Regions from separate parts of the Zea mays genome. Here region 1 is linked to region 2. A link is a contact called in public Hi-C data. All regions are on one chromosome and are shown on one strand. Each heading gives the region's core, a stretch centred on a gene start, on an enhancer-like site or on the middle of the called end of the contact. The rest is flanking DNA. Distances are from core to core; before and after follow the strand shown. Region 1 holds the start of LOC103641007 (Phosphatidylinositol N-acetyglucosaminlytransferase subunit P-related). Region 2 holds the start of LOC103642374.

Region 1 (5,396 bases), core at 1,213-3,712, 140 kb before region 2:
TCATCCTTCGCCGTCGCTCCGCGCAACTCTCCAACTTTGGTATAATCTTCACTTATATGTTATTTACCATAGGGAGAGAAAGTAATAAGGGCTTATATTTCACTCAAGTATCCGTTTTTGGCGATTCATGCCAAAGGGGGAGAAAGTATTAGCCCAAAGCAAAAGGACCGCACCACCACCAATTTTCAAAATTTTGAGTTAAGAAAAGATTTTTCAATTGATGATTTTTCAATCGGTATCTTATTGTTGATAGAATTTCAAATTGGTTCAACCTCTTCAAAACTAATATCTAAAACCCTCTTGAACACTAAGAGGTTAAGGGGGAGTTTTGTTTAGTCAAAGGAAAAAGCATTTGAAACAGGGGGAGAAAATTTCAGATCTTGAAAATGCTTCTCAAAATCTTATTCATTTACCTTTGACTATTTGCAAAAGGACTTTGAAAAGAATTTACAAAAGAATTGCAAAAACAAAACATGTGGTGCAAGCATGGTCCAAAATGTTAAAAATAAACAAACAATCCATGCATATTTTATGAGAATTTATATTGGTTCAATTCTTAGTAACCTTTGCACTTACATTATGCAAACTAGTTCAATTATGCACTCCTATATTTGCTTTGGTTTGTGTTGGCATCAATCACCAAAAAGGGGGAGATTGAAAGGGAATTAGGCTTACACCTTTTTCCTAATTGATTTTGGTGGTTGAATTGCCCGACACAAATAATTGGACTAACTAGTTTGCTCTAGATTATAAGTTCTACAGGTGCCAAAGGTTCACAACAAACCAATAAAAAGACCAAAAAGGATTCAAATACAAGAGAGCAAAGTCAACCGAAGTGTGCCCTGGTTTGGCGCACCTGACTGTCCGGTGCACCAGGGACTCCAACTCCGAACTGCTCATCTTCGGGAATTCTGGAGGCCGCTCCGCTATAATTCACCGGACTGTCCGGTGGAGCACCGGACTGTCCGGTGTGCTAGCGGAGCAACGGCTACTTCACGCCAACGGTCGTTTGCAGAAGGCATTAAATGCGCTACAGTGCGCGCCAGAGTCAGAGCAGAGCCAGATGGCGCACCGGACAGTGAACAGTGCCTGTCCGGTGCACCACCGGACTGTCCGGTGGCCCAGAAGACATAAGCTCCAACGGTCGGAATCCAACGGTTTGGTGACGTGGCAGGCGCACCGGACTGTCCGGTGCGCCATGCGACAGCAACCTTCACCAAACGACTAGTTTGGTGGTTGGGGCTATAAATACCCAACCACCCACCATTCATTGCATCCAAGTTTTCCAACTTCCCACACCTTACAAGAGCTATAGCATTCAATACAAGACACACCAAAGAGATCAAAGTCTCTCCCAAGTTCTTAGTTCATTCCAAATCAAATAGTGACTTGTGAGAGAGTGACTTGTGTTCATTTGAGCTCTTGCGCTTGGATTACTTCTTTCTCTCATTCTTTCTTGTGATCAACTCAATTGTAACCAAGGCAAGAGACACCAATTGTGTGGTGGTCCTTGCGGGGACTTTGTGTCCCGTTTGATTGAGAAGAGAAGCTCACTCGGTCTAAGTGACCGTTTGAGAGAGGGAAAGGGTTGAAAGAGACCCGGTCTTTGTGACCACCTCAACGGGGAGTAGGTTTGCAAGAATCGGACCTCGGTAAAACAAATCCTTGTGTCTCACTCTTTGTTTGCTTGCGATTTGTTTTCACCCTCTCTCTCGGACTCGTTCATATTTCTAACGCTGACCCGGCTTGTAGTTGTGCTTAAGTTTATAAATTTCAGATTCACCCTATTCACCCCCCTCTAGGCGACTTTCAGAGATCCATGTGGGCACTACCACAGGGTGCTCGTCCCTTATGTTCTTGGCTCTTACATACATTAGGTCGTTTCTGATACCACATTGGCGCAATGAACTCCAGGGTGTTTGAGTTTGCTAAATTGGATGGAGCAGCAATGATTTGTCACGCTAACAATAAAAGGAAAAGTTATTTATTAGTTTTAAATGTTAGTAATTGCTACAAAGTACCATAATTTGTATAGAGCGCATCCAGTTTTTATTAATGCCTGACTTTAGCAACCACTCCATATTTTGATCTATCTTTTTTAATAAGTTTGAGTTCATGGGACTTATTTTAAAAACTTGAGCTCACAAACTTCCTCTTATTTGGTCTCTGTTTGGTGGAATTATGTCATTCTATAATCTCTGTTCGTTTAGTCGATCATTGTGAACTATCTTCTAATCGCTCCCTTCATTGGCTGTATTATACCAAGCCATATTGGATGGAGTAAATAACAATATCATTTAGTAAAATAAAAAACATTATATGGAGAGTTGAGATAATTAATAAAAATTTTTTAGATCTTTTTATTAGATAGTTTATATGGATATTGTTGTGAGCCGTTACAATGCACGGAAAACTAACCAGTAGAGTATAGAGATAAAGATAGAAAATAGTAGAGTAGAGATGGCTGGCCCAATGGGCCCATTTACCATGCGTTGAGCATTGACCCTATTCTCCTCTCACTACGCTAGATCACGATCACCCTGACTTCTACCGTCTCCCGTCCGCCCGTCGCAGAGTCACGGACGATGCGCCGCAGCCCGCCGTCCTGCCGAGGCACCGACGGTTGCCGCCTACCCCAGCACGGCTGCACTTCGATCCGGTCTTGCTCGTGCTTCGTGCTGTCTTAGCGGTCGATCGTCGCCATCTCCCCTCGGTGCTTGGCCGTCCAGCGGGAACGGCGCAGCCGCGCAGGCGCAACGGGTGCTCGCCTTTCGACAAGGGCGCCCCCCGCGCCAGCCCAAGCGCCAGCACCAGCGAGGCCGGGGCGGAGCACAGGAGCCCGCCGCTGGCCTGCTGCTCAAGCCCCAGGGGCGGCGGATCTACAGCCGGCGCCGAGGGAGGTAACGATATCAAATTTCCCATTTCCGCTTTGTAATTTCCCCTTTTTACTAAACATCTCTAGTTTGAACTATATATACCTTTTATTTGTGCTACTGTAACTCTTCGTATCTTTCAACCGAAGTATTTTCTTTGCATTGTAAATACCCAACATTGAAATCCTGGATCCGCCACTGCCATCATACCCCTATCCAGTGCTTCATGGACTTAGTGTTGTCAACTTGGCATCAGCTTAATTTCTTCCAGCATGGTTGTTAGATTGGTCAAATTGTCCTGGATCACAAACTGTGTACCATCTGAAGATCTACCAGACTATATTGACTATTACTCATAATGCTTGGTTTCCTAGCCAACCATCCATTCAGTAGAGCGTTTTGCTTGAGGGAGGAGTTGTCAGGTTGGAGTTCTTGAGCATGTCCTTGCCATCATTCTCAGCTCATTAACCTAGATATGAATTCAAATGGTTGGGGAGAATGAAGAGGATTTATTGATTTGTTTCGATGGTATGTGGGATTGGGATATTTTGTTTTTCTGGTGATACTGATGCACTTGGGAGATAAAGATGTCTTTATCTGAAAATATCGAAGCCTATCCCCGTTCTTATGCATCAAATTAGCAATGCTCCGCCACAACAAGCAAATTTGAATTAGGTGGCTGTGGATTTGCTTGTGCTGCTTACCATCAATGCGACAATTGTGCTGTTTGTGACCTGCAGTGTTCTTTTTGGGGTCTGACCACTGTAACAAGCTATGATATTGTCCCACAGATATTTTCTGAATCATGAACCAAATTATAGCCGCAGGACTAATGTCTGAGTTTTATCACAGTCTAATAACTAACCTTTAGAATTAAGTTATGTTGTATCAAAAATGACATATTAACAAGGTTATTAAAACGACGAAACGTTGAAACGCTCATGGGTGAGTTTTAACTTTTAAATGGTTTAAACAAAGTTTAAACGTAGTTTTAAACAACATAGGGAAATTTCAATATATCATAATTTCATGCAATTATATCAAGCCAAATACCAAACAACCAACATAAGTTCTCATGTGATTCAACTTCATCAAAGTATTGTCCCTTTGGTCTATCCCTTTTTCCTTCATCCAAAGCCTCCTTTAATTCTCTAGCAATTGCAGTTGTGGTATTGGGACACTTGAGGATATCTTTGTATCCGCCCACAAGATCTTTCTTCACCCTCAGAATTGCTCCTTTAATTTGCCTCGGGCAAAGGGCGCATTGGATCAACTCTCGCTTGCCAGGCTCTACATAATAGGCATACTTCCAGCCTAGATCATCAGATTTGGGTTTCCTTTTTGGATCTTTCAGTGGATCATATCCATCACTTCGTATTTGAGAGCCAGCTGCAGATGCTTCCGTGCTAAAACCAGCCATTTCTCCTCCAATCTATTCTGCAATAATGGAATGCATATGTTCAGATGACAGCACCTCACCTCAATCCTTCTTCCTTCAGCAAATTAAGATGGTAGATTTGGATTAATCAGGCTGAACAGCTAGAGGACGGTCTCTGCCATTACTCACCAGTGAAGGAAAGCTAGAGGGCGGTCTCTGTAGTGGCCGGCGGACAGCGGGAGCGGCTGGACTCTGGAGCGCGGCTGAGCGGCGGCCTGGAGGAAGCTGCACGGGGGAGGAGCGGCGGCCTAGAGCGGCCTGGAGCAGAACGGTGGCCTGGAGCAGAGCGGCGGCCTGGGGCAGAGCGGTGGCCTGGAGTGTCGCGGCCTGGAGCGGAGCGGCGGCCTGGACTTCCTGGAGTGTCTGGAGCGTGGCTCTGGTGAGCGAAAACCCTAAACCTGGGCGGGAAATTGGGCTGGGCCGTTAAACGCTCGAAACGTGGCGTTTCACGCTATACAGCGTTTAAACGCCAAAACGTGACGTTTAAACGTCGTAAAACGTTTCACCGTTTTGGTTTCTTCCAGCGTTTTATAGTTTAAACGACGTTTAAACGTCGTTTTAATAAGCATGCATATTAAGTCCTTTGTGTTAGGTTCTTGCTCCATCTTGTGTGTATTCTTTATATATTTTCATCAATCATCATCATATAGTTTCAACTTTGAAGGCATCACAGTTTTTTTTTTCCGTTAATATATGCAGGCGCCAAGCCCTTCCTCCAGCTGATGTAGCAATATTTACTCACATTTGATCCTCACAACACTGATACTTCAAGATGGAACAAATTTCAGTGAGTTGCTTGATGCTGTTAGTTACAATCACATTAGTTTCAATATCGGTATTTTGTCAAAACTGAAGCTCTGAAAAAAATCTATGCTTGTCAATAATTTTCTCAAATTTATGTAGCTTGGCAACAGATACAAGGAGTGCAGGACACAAAGAACTACCAGCTGTCAAACAAAAATACTTGTTGGAAAGGATGTATTAAACGAAATAGAGCAAAGGCGTTCATCACCAAGTGTGATTGCAAAACTGATGGGAATTGAGGTGTTGCCACCTTCTAAAGTGGTCAATAGTCGGCATCAAGA
Region 2 (5,126 bases), core at 2,260-4,759:
CGTGTTGAAGATGCTTCAGAAGGGAGAAACCACAACAAGTGTCAAACTCTAGAAGAAGGAAGTTCCTAAAGCACTAAATGAAGCAATCAACATGAACAAATAAAAAGGTAAAGATTCAATTAGTCATGTTGTTTTCACTAATCATCTCTCTATATCCTCCAAGCACAAAAAGGGAAGAGACATAAGGAGATGCTTCAAGTGCAAGGAGCTAGGCCACTTCATTGCGTCGTGTCCACATAACGACGAGGAGGAAAGTATGAGGAGATGTTGTGGATGCAGCAATAAGGACCAAGTGATCACTTCATGCCCGCCCATGAAGAATCAAGGACATGCATCCCCCACGATGACCCTCACCAAAAACGAGAATGAACATCAAGCATCATACCAAGCTGAGCGACATTTTTGTTACAAGTGTGGTGAACAAGGTCATCTACATAAGGTATGTAAAAAGGGTAAGGTTCCTAAGCAAATAAATTCATATCATTCTTATTTGCTTATGAGTTTATTTCGCATATCATGGGTGATCTCGTTATTCCTTTATAACATCCCTCGGTAATGGTTTTTTTACTTCAACCATCCTATTGGAACCTTACCTATCTTACCCTTGATTGTTTTCTCCACTTCACCACTTCACGAGTCTTTCCTTAACTCTGTCCATGGTTATGCTTTTCATTATTATCATATTTACCCTTGACACCTCTACATCTTACCTTGATGCTTATCTTATACCTTTCCTTTTGTCTTCCATCCCAATCTAAGAGTTGTATTTTACCTTTTTTTGGTTGTATCCTCTTCTTTGTCGCTTGCGAGTTTTTATGTTCACCCTTTATTGTGCTCCTGTTTGTTATTGCCTTTACCTTTCTCATCTCTCGATCTTACCTTGGTGATTATAATATGTCCGTTATCTAAAATCTCCAATCTCCCATCTCAGTTCAAGAGTGGTGTTTTATTAATCCCGCCCTTGGTTTTAACCTCATCTTTGGTATGTGCAAGTCTTGTCTTAACTCCATTCTTTGTCGTACTCACACCTTAGGTTTTCTACACCTTTACCTCTCCTCTTACACCCTTGTATGTTATTAACCTTTAACCCTTTACATCTCTCGGTATTTTTCATGATGCTTGCCCACATTTTAAAGCCTCGCCTCTTCCATTTTAGTTCAAGGGTGTTGTTTTACCTATCCCGCTCTTGGTCGTTTCCTTTTCCTTTGCCATTGCAAGTCTTGTCTTACCTTGACCCATCCTTTGTTGAGCTTTTGTTTGATATCATCCTTACCTTTGTATTCTCTAGATCTTGTCTTGATGCTTATCTTAGGTCTGCTTTCGAAATCTCCTGTTTTCTATCTCACTTTGAGAGTGATGTTTTACTTATATCACCCTCGGCTATATCCTCTTCTTTACTGCGTGCAAGCCTTAACTTAGCTCCATTCTTTGTTGTACTTGTACCACTGACTCTTCTATGCCTTCATCTTTTCTCTTACACCCTTGTCCATTATCGGATTTGGCCCTTGCGATATTTATCTCTTTACCTAAATGCTTACTTTGAACTTACCCTTTAAAAGCCACCTCTTTTCCAACCCAGTTTGAGAGTGGTGAGTTACCTATCTCTCCCTTGATTGCTTCCCGTTTTGTCGCCTTGCAAGCTTTGTCTCTACCCCATCCCTTGCCATGCTTCTATCTGTTATTACCTTTAACCCTTGTCATCTCTCGGTATTTACCTAGATGCTTATCTTGTACCTGCATTTTAAAGGCTTCTCTCTCCTATTTTAGTTCGAGGATGTGGTTTTACATATCTCGTCCTTGGTTGTTTTCCCCTCCCTTGTCGCTTTGCAAATCTTGCTTCAGCTCTATCCTTTGTTGTGTTCATGCTCTTGTCCCATACGTCTTGTTCTTCTCCTTGTCTTTCAATAACCTTAGAGAGTAGTTATTCCCTTTTCAAGAAAGGCCACAATCTAGTTAACATTAACATGTAGCAATGAGATGCTTGTTGCTATGTGCTTGTGTTGTTTGTCTTTGTGTTATGGCTGATTTGCTTCTTTGTGATGAGTGTTGATGTGTTGTAGCCCTTGGTCCATAATGGATCAATTCACTAGGTGAGTGTTATGGAGTTAGGTAGTTGGGTTCTCCCCCTTGCTCTCTCTAATTCGCCTATGCCTACCTTTTCTCGCTATTCTCTCCTCTTGCACCTGGCAAGTTGGCAACCTCTATCTCCTCTAAATCAATCAGGATCAGAGTCGACATCGTCTTCATCAAGTGCATGGTAACAATGATCCTATTAAGGGGGTTAGCTACTAACCCCGAATGATGGCAATGCGATCAACATTGACAAACCAGGTTTAAAGTGGCACAACGGAAGCATGGTGGGCCCTAACCCACAGGTCCTAGGGTTGTCAAGAAGTCAACTTAGCGTTCATATTGTCTCGTGACTCCAATAATAAGGATCAAGTTGTAACACCCAAGGTGTTACTATACGTAAACAACGATTATGGACGTAAGTAAGAAAGGTCGGGGTGAATAACGATTTCGATATTAATCCCATCTTCGATTACCAAGATTATTCGAGAAATCTCGTTTAGCTTAGAATTTAATCATCTCACAAAAAATCGAGTTTGGTGCCATTTTCATTTTGATAATCTACGCAATTACAAAGGGTTCGAGAAACTTTTGGATTATCGAATCTTGGTTTGCTGGCGAATTTTGAACTGTTCGGATCACACACGTAAGTGAATACGAAAATCAGAAGGCTTCAGATTTTATGTAAAATCTGGAACCCCGCGCTATCCGAAAAGAACAATGCGCTAGCATATTAAGTGGATCGTTCCTCTCAGCATGTGATCGTTGGCGTCTGATCAAATGATCGACTGACGGTGAGGATCGTAAAAATTAGACGGATCTAAATACAGTCTGAAATACCGAAGCCGAACTCCACAACTAAAGTGTTTAGTGCAAAATCCGTGTCTGGACAACGCACAGACTCTCGCCCAGGTAAATGATGTGTGACGTCGTTTCCAGAAAGGATCGCAATCTCGATGCCGCATCGATATCGCGCGTTTATTTCGTGATATGTCGAGTCGTGTGTCTGAATAAAAGTTATGCAGAGAATACGAATTCGGAAGTCCGACCCACTCGAATAATTTTTATCCCCAAACAAATTTATGTCGAACTCGACGAAGGAAGTTTTCGGAACAAATTATCAGTGCCGAAATCTGTTTAATTCGGTCTGTTGCTTTTCGCCTCGATCTAAAAAGGTGAATTAACGGTACGAATTCATCCGGCTCCCAAGTATTCGCCAAATCAAATTGTGTCCAATTATTGTTATCAATCTCGTTTGATTGGACCCATTTTACATCGCTAAAAATCGTGATTCAAAAATATCTGCGATTTTTGGTTTAAAAAAAGAGAAAAGAAGAGAAATTGAGAAAAATTTGAAAAATATCTCAGCCGCAAGGATTTTTTCACGCGCAGCCTCCGTCTTTATCTTCTCCTGTAGCAATCTCTCTCCCTGCTCGCAATGTTTATCTCTTGCGCGCTCCTCTTCTTCCTCCCTGGCGCTCGGTCGCTTCTCTCTGGTCTCCACGCGCACCGCGTCCAGCTCCCTCCTCCAGCTGTGTCTGCTGCTCGCCCCAGCCTGGAGCTTCGCTCGGCTTCCAACTCCGGCGCCCGGCCGAGCTCCCTGGTACCGCGCCCCTACTTCTCCTTCTTCCCTGCCGCGTGCTGAGCGCTCTGCTCCCTAGCGCGGCCCTGCTTTCCCAAGCCAAGTCCCTCTTTCTCTCTCTGGTCTATGTGCCGCGCGTCCTGGCCAAGCTCCCAGCTCAGCGCCCAGCTTCTCTGCTTCCTGACGCGCGCGCCCAGCTGAGTCTGACCCCGTCGTGAGCTCGCCCCTGGCGCTCAGCTTCCCGTCCAGCCGCGTGCTCCTCCCTGTGCCCCAGCTCGGCAACAGCTATAAGCTCCCTGGAACCAGCGTCTCGTCGAGCCCCGCCGCACGTCCTGTTTCCTTCTCACCCATGGAAGCTACGCCCAGCCTTAATCCCCGTCGCGCCGTGCTCCTCCCTCTGTCCCTGCTGCGCGCGTCGAGCTCTGGTGATTTTCCTCCGCGCCCTGTTCCTTGCTTGCCCCTGTGCCGTCACTCAGCTCGCCATGGAGGTTGTCCGCCATGGTACTCTGCATCCCGAGCTCCCTGCGCCGGATCCCTTTCCATGCGTGTCGCGCAAGCTCCTCTGTTGGGCTCGCCAGCCTCCGTTGTCCTATCCACGCCAGCACGCGACTGTGGTCGTGTTCATCGAGTTCGCCAACACTCTGTTGCCGATTCGACTATCGTCGCTGTTGCGTGCCTCACTGCGTGCTCGCCGGGGTGTCGTCTATTGTATTCTTACACTCGCCTTGCCGCTTGTGCCAACTTCGGCCATCGCGACGTCTGCTCCATCCCGGCACCCTGCTCTTGTGCTTGCACTACAAGAAACTGATAAATGTTCGTGGGTAAAATTAAGAACGTGGGTACTTGAGTTAAGTTCATAGGTTAAGTTAAGAACGTGGGTACCCACGTTCTTAAGTTAAGTTCGTAGGCCCTGGATAAAACCGTCGAACTTAACGAGTTAGGAACGTGGGTACCCACGTTTTTAAGTTAAGTTCGTCGGGCTTGTGGACACCGTCGAACTTTAGAAGTTGTTTGGTCGACTGTTTTTCGCCCGTGATCCATTTGCACCGTGATTTGGTCCCGTTGTTCTGCGTTTGGTTGGGCCGACCCGTTTCCAATAGCGTCATGACCGGATACGGACCCGTAGCGTCTGATTACCGCTCCCTGCACTGCGTGAATCGATCCCGCTCCCCACGCCGCCTCGTGTGACCGGAGGACGAGAGCCCTAGCTGCAAGACGACCGCCGCCCTGCAAGGACCTTCGACGACGTGCTCATCGCCGGTGAGGACCACCTCTTCCTCTCTCCTCTCCCCTCTCTCACACCTTCTCCATCTCCCTGTTGTTCAATACCACCACCGATGGGGTCGCTGGGTCGCCGGGACGCCGGATCTCGGAGTGGAGGGCGCCAGCAGGACGAATGCCAGGGAGGGGGCCTCCGTCACGACGAGCTTTGACAGGCTCCACAACCCGCCGACGGCCAGAATCTCGCTCCGCC

What was found. Hi-C and Micro-C count contacts between places; a contact is called where the count stands out from the background.
Region 1: a contact with region 2 is called in a Hi-C map of leaf, with 4 times the contacts expected there. The contact joins the promoter of LOC103641007 here to the promoter of LOC103642374 in region 2. A contact is called at or near these places in 4 of 25 Hi-C or Micro-C datasets (ear, leaf and tassel).

Annotation. Positions count from the first base shown.
Region 1 is chr10:35,082,349-35,087,744 of Zm-B73-REFERENCE-NAM-5.0, reverse strand. LOC103641007 (Phosphatidylinositol N-acetyglucosaminlytransferase subunit P-related) reads left to right here and starts at 2,462. Exons shown (of 5, transcript XM_008664423.3): 1 at 2,462-2,900; 2 at 5,011-5,098; 3 at 5,215-5,396. The coding sequence starts at 5,084.
Region 2 is chr10:34,941,691-34,946,816 of Zm-B73-REFERENCE-NAM-5.0, reverse strand. It overlaps LOC103642374, which reads left to right and starts at 3,509. Exons shown (of 9, transcript XM_035963245.1): 1 at 3,509-3,673. The coding sequence starts at 3,509.